2 separate regions of the Ovis aries genome follow, and region 2 is linked to region 1. A link is a contact called in public Hi-C data. All regions are on one chromosome and are shown on one strand. The core of a region is the stretch at or near the end of the contact, and the rest is flanking DNA. Distances in the headings are between cores, read along the strand shown. Region 1 has its middle 15 kb from the start of MGST2. Region 2 has its middle 37 kb from the start of SETD7.

The links. A called contact is a pair of places that touch in the nucleus more often than the background predicts.
Region 2: a contact with region 1 is called in a Hi-C map of hypothalamus, with 2.7 times the contacts expected there. The contact joins two enhancer-like sites. A contact is called at or near these places in 10 of 16 Hi-C or Micro-C datasets (blood, hypothalamus, liver and 6 more).

What each region holds. Positions count from the first base shown.
Region 1 is chr17:18,140,132-18,143,459 of ARS-UI_Ramb_v3.0, forward strand. No RefSeq gene overlaps it. Among named protein-coding and RNA genes, the nearest start is that of MGST2, 15 kb to the left of the region's middle. Within about 2 kb of position 1,425, at least 11 of the 54 cell types and tissues checked have an H3K27ac peak or open chromatin away from gene starts, as enhancers often do. A contact at or near this core is called in hypothalamus, where this site is marked.
Region 2 is chr17:18,186,770-18,190,144 of ARS-UI_Ramb_v3.0, forward strand. No RefSeq gene overlaps it. Among named protein-coding and RNA genes, the nearest start is that of SETD7, 37 kb to the right of the region's middle. Within about 2 kb of position 1,747, at least 7 of the 54 cell types and tissues checked have an H3K27ac peak or open chromatin away from gene starts, as enhancers often do. A contact at or near this core is called in hypothalamus, where this site is marked.

The DNA of each region.
Region 1 (3,328 bases), core at 175-2,674:
TGGCTCAGACGGTAAAGAATCTGCTTGCAATGCAGGAAACCCGGATTCGATCCCTGGATCAGGAAGATCCCCTGGAGAAGGGAATACTCCTGTATTCTTGCCTGGAGAATCCAATGGACAGAGGAGCTTGGCAGGCTACTGTCCGTGGGGTCTCAAAGAATGGGATATGACTGAGTGATTCACACACACACACACACACACACACACACACACACACACACACGAGCCCTGGACACAAAAGACAGTCAAGGTCATTGATCCAGGGCCCCCAGAGGGCTTGCAAGCCTGTTCCTGAATCTTCTTTCCTGTGCAATGAATATTTTCCAAGTCTTTGCTTGGGACCTTTGTCCGAGGGTCCCAAGGCTAATGTATTAGAGAAAGCAGAAGGAGCCCCCGGGAGAGAACACGGCATCTGCAGGAGCCCCCATATGTAAACACATGCCTGCTAGCCCAGTGCCAGCAGCAGAGATACCATCAGATTTACTTACTTTTTTAAATGTGTGGGGGAAACATTTTAGTTGCCTTCAGATATGCTGGGATCCTCTTTCAGCATGCGACGCTCCTCTTTCTCCTCCCTATCACTCTCAAGCTAAATGGCGAATGCTCCATATATGCACAATGCTGGTCTCCCTTGCATCACGTGTTTAGATCGTGGGTGCGTTTGACTGATTTCTTGTCAATGGTGCTCTCGTTCATGGACTTATAATATTTTTAGGCCTGAGGTGGTGGGAGCCTGCCACCTCCTGTCCCTGATCATTAGGAGGCAGGGTCCTCTTCTGAAATGAAAAGTCAAAATTAGGTCTAAGGACACCAGGTCTGATTCCTGCAAAGGCAGAACCTGAGGGTCTCCCAGTCGCACCTGGGACTCCCTGGACCCACTCCCTCCTGCTCGCCCAACTCATAGTTTCAGGTCCTTCCGACCCCCCGTCCCCCACCTCCACCGTTAAAATTTAAAAGGCAGTGCCTACAGCAGCAAAAACATTTGATTATTCACAAAATCATGTAGAGAAGGGAAAATACAAGGAGGACTGAAGAAAAGAAGGGATGAAGCATTTGCTGAGGCTTTCCTGTTCTGGGGGTCTTTATTGCAATGAATCCTTTACAAGATCTTGTCAGTATCAGTCATTCGTATTTGTTACATGAAGAAACTGAGGCACAAAGAGGTTCATTAATTTGCCCAAGATGATGCAGCGAATAAGATGTAAAGCTAGAGTCCACTTTTAACTCAAGTCCAGTGCTCTTTGCACTATTGCTTTCTTCCCCAGAGTGTCTGTATCCACCCGTCTATTTATTCCTCTTGAACAACAGAAGGCGTTTCTCCAAGTTTTGGGGAGAAGTCTTTGTGCGCAAGAACCACTGTACCGCTCCCTGAGCGCCAGCAGGTGGCGCCGTGAGAGGCTCAAGTGCTGCTGCTTCTATCGGTTCACTTGGCGAGACAGACAAGCGTGGGGGAGAGCAGCTGCTGGGAGAGTGTCAAAACAGAGCTCTATTTAGGAACGCGGAGCCTTCTGCCTGGCCCCGTTTCCCACTGGGATCCTTGCTTGGCTCTTTACAGACTATAAATGAATTCGCTTTTTTTCTTCCTTCCCCATCCTACTGCTAACCCACATCTCTGATTCTATTTTCTCTCCACCTCTGACACCAGGGCAGGAGTCCCACCCACATCAGGGAATAGTGTGTCCTGAAGAGTGAGGGCAGCAGGCAGGCGGGGTGGTGCGCAGAGTCCAGTCTGCAGTCGGTCCCCATAGCGACCGGCGGGTCGTTTCCCACAGACCCTTCCCACCCACTGGCCCAACACCTGGCACATCACAGCATTGCCGGGACCCACACGTGCCCCCGATCTAAGGGACCTGTCTTAGTCTGCTGGCGGCCCTAACAAAGGATCAGAGTTCTGAGGGCTGGCGGTCCAAGATCAAGGTGAAGACCATTTGTTTACTTCTGAGGCTTCTCTCCAGGCTCACTGTGACCATTTCCCTGTGTGCACATCCCTGGTCTCTCTGCGTGTCCTACCGGCTCTTCTTATAAGGACACCAGTCAGACTGGATTAGGGCCACACAAACAGCCTCCTTTTATTTTTATTTGTGGGTGTGTTACTATTCTTTTTTTAATTGAAGTATAGTTGACTACAATATTGTATTAGTTGCGAGTGTTTCAGCAAAGTGATTGGGTTACATATTTTTTTCCAATTCCTTTCCATTACGGATTATTACAAGATACTGACTATAATTCCCTGTGCTATACAGTAAATCCTGTTATTTATCTATTTGATGTATAATAGTTTGTATCAGTCAACCTCATACTCCTGATTCATGCCCCCGCTTCTCCTTTTGTAACCACAAGTTTGTTTTCTGTCTGTGAGTCTATATCTGTTTTGTATATTGATTCATTTATATTATTTTTGGGGTTTTTCATGTGAGCGATGTCATGTAATATTTGTCTTTTTCTGTTTGATTTGCGTCACTTAGTATGATAATCTCCAGGTCCTTCCATGTTGTTGCAAATGATATTACTTCATTCTTTTTTATGGCTGAATAGTATTCTATTGGGGAGTGTGTGTGGCAGGGGCAGGGAAGGGCTGCCTCCACATCTTGGCTATTGTAAATAGTGCTGCTCTGAACACTGAGGTGCATGCATCTTTTCAAATTAGAGTTTTCAACCCCATCTAGAGTGGGGTTGCTGGATCGTATGGATATTTTTTTGGTTTGTTTCCTGAGGCACTTCCATACTGTTTTCCACAGTCAACCTCATTTTAATTGCCTCTTTAAAGGTCCTCTCTCCAGATACAGTCACCTTCTGAGGTTCTGGGGATTAAAGCTTCAGTATATGAATTCGGGCTGTGGGGACACAAGTCAGTCCATAACAGGATCCAATCACTAATGGATAGGGGTAGAGGGCAGCATTTTGTGCCTAATTTTAGCCCCAAGAGGTCACAGGAAAAGTCGTGGTCACAATGTGCTCATGAAGTTCAATTGTGTGATGTTAAGGATAAACATAGCTGAAAGAATCCAAGTAATTGTGAAAAAAAAACAAAACAGTCCATTCTGGGGGTCATGTGGTAGCCCTGATGGATCTGGTTTGGGATCTCTAACTGATGAACTGATTAAAGCATCAGTGACCGTTTATTCCCTGTGAAAATCAGCTTCCCTTCGTCTCTCTCCTTCGCAGGCCCCGACTGCAGCACGCTCCTGGAGGTCACAGAGCTCCCTCATTCTCTGGGGCCTGTCTCCCTGGGAGCCAGCTCTTGGGTGGCAGCCTGGATGTGCCTGACTCACCCTGAGTGGCTGGAGGGTTGGCAGGGCTGTCCCAGGTTGCAAGATTAGGCCAGAGG
Region 2 (3,375 bases), core at 497-2,996, 47 kb after region 1:
CTTGAGTATACTTGGGAATCCCCAGGGTGTGTATTTATAGTGTCCCTATAGTTGCAAGCTTGGCTGAGAGGGGACCTCCACCCTGACCCCAGAAGAGCCCCTCCAAGCTGGAGGTTGCCTCCCTGGGTGCCCGCGGGGCTGGTACGGCTCTGAAACTCTGCAGGCAACAAGACTCCTCTCTCTCATGAAATCAGAACATCCCCAGCTACACTCAGTTAAAGGGTTGACAGCACACAGGTCCTTGAACCTCAGAATGTCACAAGACTTAGTCACAAGCCCTTTCAGGCACGAAGCCCTCTTCTCTCCGCAGGGGATGAAGTCATGCTGCCTGGGTGGGAGGCAGTTCAGGAAAGAGTCCTCCTTCAGCCCTTGACAGTAAGTCGTCCTCAAGGTTGGTAGGAACCTGTGTTCCCAGGAGGCTCCTCAGCCCTGGGGAGTCCGTGGTTGTGAACAGACTGATGGGAGAAAAGACCATCATCACCAGGATCATCTGAGTCTCCGCTCTGTGCCAAGACACTTCTTTAGAAAGATTTTTTTAAGGATTGGAAATGTTCTGTCCTCTAAAGCACAGTAGACTGTTCCCAATTCCAGCAAAAGACAGAAATTATCAGGAACAGTTAGAGCCCTCCTCTGGAAGAGGAATCCAGCCCATGGCTCCTCTGCAGACCTCCATATCCTTGTACCTGACAGAAAAGTCTCAGCTTGCTCAGGGTGGCGCTGGAGATACCAGGGAAACTGACCCATCCTGGAGCCTCCCAAAACCAAGGAAAGAGAGGGACACCCTACAAGGGGACCAGAAGTACTTCTTTCTCTACCCTAGTTCACCAGAGTCACACTGTCAGTTTATCTTACAGAGAGAAAAGATTTCAGCGATCTGGAACTTTTGAGCAAAGGATCAGATTTATAAAAGTAAAGTTGGTAAGAAGAAATCAAATTACTTTGAGTGTTTACATGTGCTGGGCATTGTGCTAAGCACTGTACACATAAATTTGTATATTGTAAAGTATTGTATATGTATACATGCATTTAATCTTATTTAATCCACACATCAAGTTTATGATGTAGATTTTGTATCCCAGTTTTACAGAAAAGTAAACTGAGGCTCAGAAAGTTTCCATTTACAAGGCCATGCAGCAAATGAATGTTGAATCCAGGGGCCCAACCCAGCATAACTCTTAAGCCTGAAATTTGAATTACAACATTGCATTAATTGGGGCTTCTCTGATGGTTCAAGTGGTAGAGAACCCACCTGCCAATGCAGCAGACATAAGATACCTGGGTTTGATCCTTGGGTCAGGCAGATCCTTTGGAGGAAGACACGGTGACCCACACCAGTATTCTTGCCTGGGGAATCCCATGGACAGAAGAACCTGGTGGGCTACAGTCCATGGGGTCACAGAGTCAGACACGACTGAGCATGCACACAAGACTACAATGACAGCTTTAATTCTTAATATTCAGATATAAACCATCCTCTCTGAAATCAGAGAAACCCTTCACAAAACACCATTTTATTGAAGGTTTCCTTTGGACATCACTGCAGTGAATCTGATACATGTTCCAGAAAAACTAGGGTAAGTGAGAGAGGGAGAAAAAACAGCATCTCCCCCGCCCGATACTCCATCTCTGAAACCATGAAGTCGTGGGGTGTGTAACTCTGGAAGAGCTACATAGGCATGCAAGGGCTCTGTCCAGGAGCCTTCAGGCCTCAGTTTCACTTGGAAAGTTACAAGTTACGGCGCCTTCCAGGGCCTCCTCACCCACACATCTGAAAGACCAGGAGAGCCTCCAGCCCCTCCAGCCTCGTCAGCCCAGAGGGATTGAATGTGCCTGGAATGGGGCAAGCCTAGTTAGAGGCAGCTGTAAGTTCCCAAGAAACAGTCTAAATCACCAAAGGATGCTACTTGCTGCTATTTCAGAAACAAAGGACTTTTGTCTCCGAGGCCATCACTCTGGCTCTATTCACCTCCAAGCAATTTCACTAAAGACAAGCACAGGAATGAAAAATAAACCAGCTGTTAAAAGTTTTATTACAGTACGTGCCCAGCGGTTATTTTTAAATCCAATCCCTTTGAAATATTATTCTTGACATTTTTTAATAGACTGATTGGGACTCTTTAATAGATTAAGTGAAATTTTACTTTAGAATTATGTTGCTTTTTAACTGCTCCCAAAACGGAGACATTCATTTTTAACTCCTCGCATCCAAAAGGAATATCAAATTCAAGTCTGGAGAAAAGAAACTGTAACAATTTCTCCCTTTTCTTCCACATAATTATATAAGACTTTTTAAAAAGTCAGTTCAATTATTTACCTGCAAATGAAAACTGAGATGGCACCTGAAACTCATCTGCCCGTGGACAGCCATCCTTGTAGGAATCGTAGATGGAAGCTTTGTGATGAAATGCTCCCACGGAACCAATTCATTTGCATCCCATTTTGTAAGACACTAAATAGAAGAGCTAGTGTCACAATTTCCTTATCCCTGTCCCTCATGCATATTGCATTATGAATTAATGTAGCGATGCAAAGTGGAAAGTGACCTTAAAGGGGAAAACTGGAGGCTCAGAGCAGCTTACTCTAAGGTGCATCACACTGTCAACTAAAATTTACCATCACTGTGTTCTCTCACTCTCTTGCCATAACCTAATGACATCAGAGGCATTGAATCTGGAAACTGAAGTGACAGGACATGACTCTGAGCTGCATATAATACTTAGTAGAACTAAGCGACTGGAAAGAGAACCCGCCCCTTGGGGAATGGACAGCCAATGAGAGCGGGCTTTGATGATGCAATGTCTTTTCTCCCTGGAGAGCCCTTGGTTAAATGGAAACAAAGATAACAATAAAGTACTCCAGGAGTTGGTGAATTCCTTCTGCCTGAACAGCTCCTGGCATTTGCAGGCTTCCCATTGATCTCAGGAGGTGGGCTCCAGACTTAGGGAATGGCCAAGACTTCAAAGAAGCCCGCCGCAACAGATGGACATAGCTGCCTCCGAACATGACTCTCTCTATCCCTAGGGTTTGCTAGCCTCCCTGGATTGGGAGGACAATGTTCTGGGTTGGGTGGTCTGGAATGTTTTCCAACACCACCAAGCAGTTCTCTGATTCTCAGCAGATACTGACTAGGTATCCTACAAATTTAACTCAGTTCTGACGCTCAGATTTCACTGGCTCGGGGCTGAAGCCCCATGGTCCCCATTTCAGACACCAATCACAAGTCTTCTGACCAACTGGCTATAAATAAGAAGTTCCCACAACCCACTCCCTAGGTTCAGTAGTTTGCTGGAGCAGCTCACAGAATTCAGAAAACATTTACATTTGTCCGTTATTGTAAGGGATATTTATAAAAGATACAGCCAGTTGAAGAGGTGC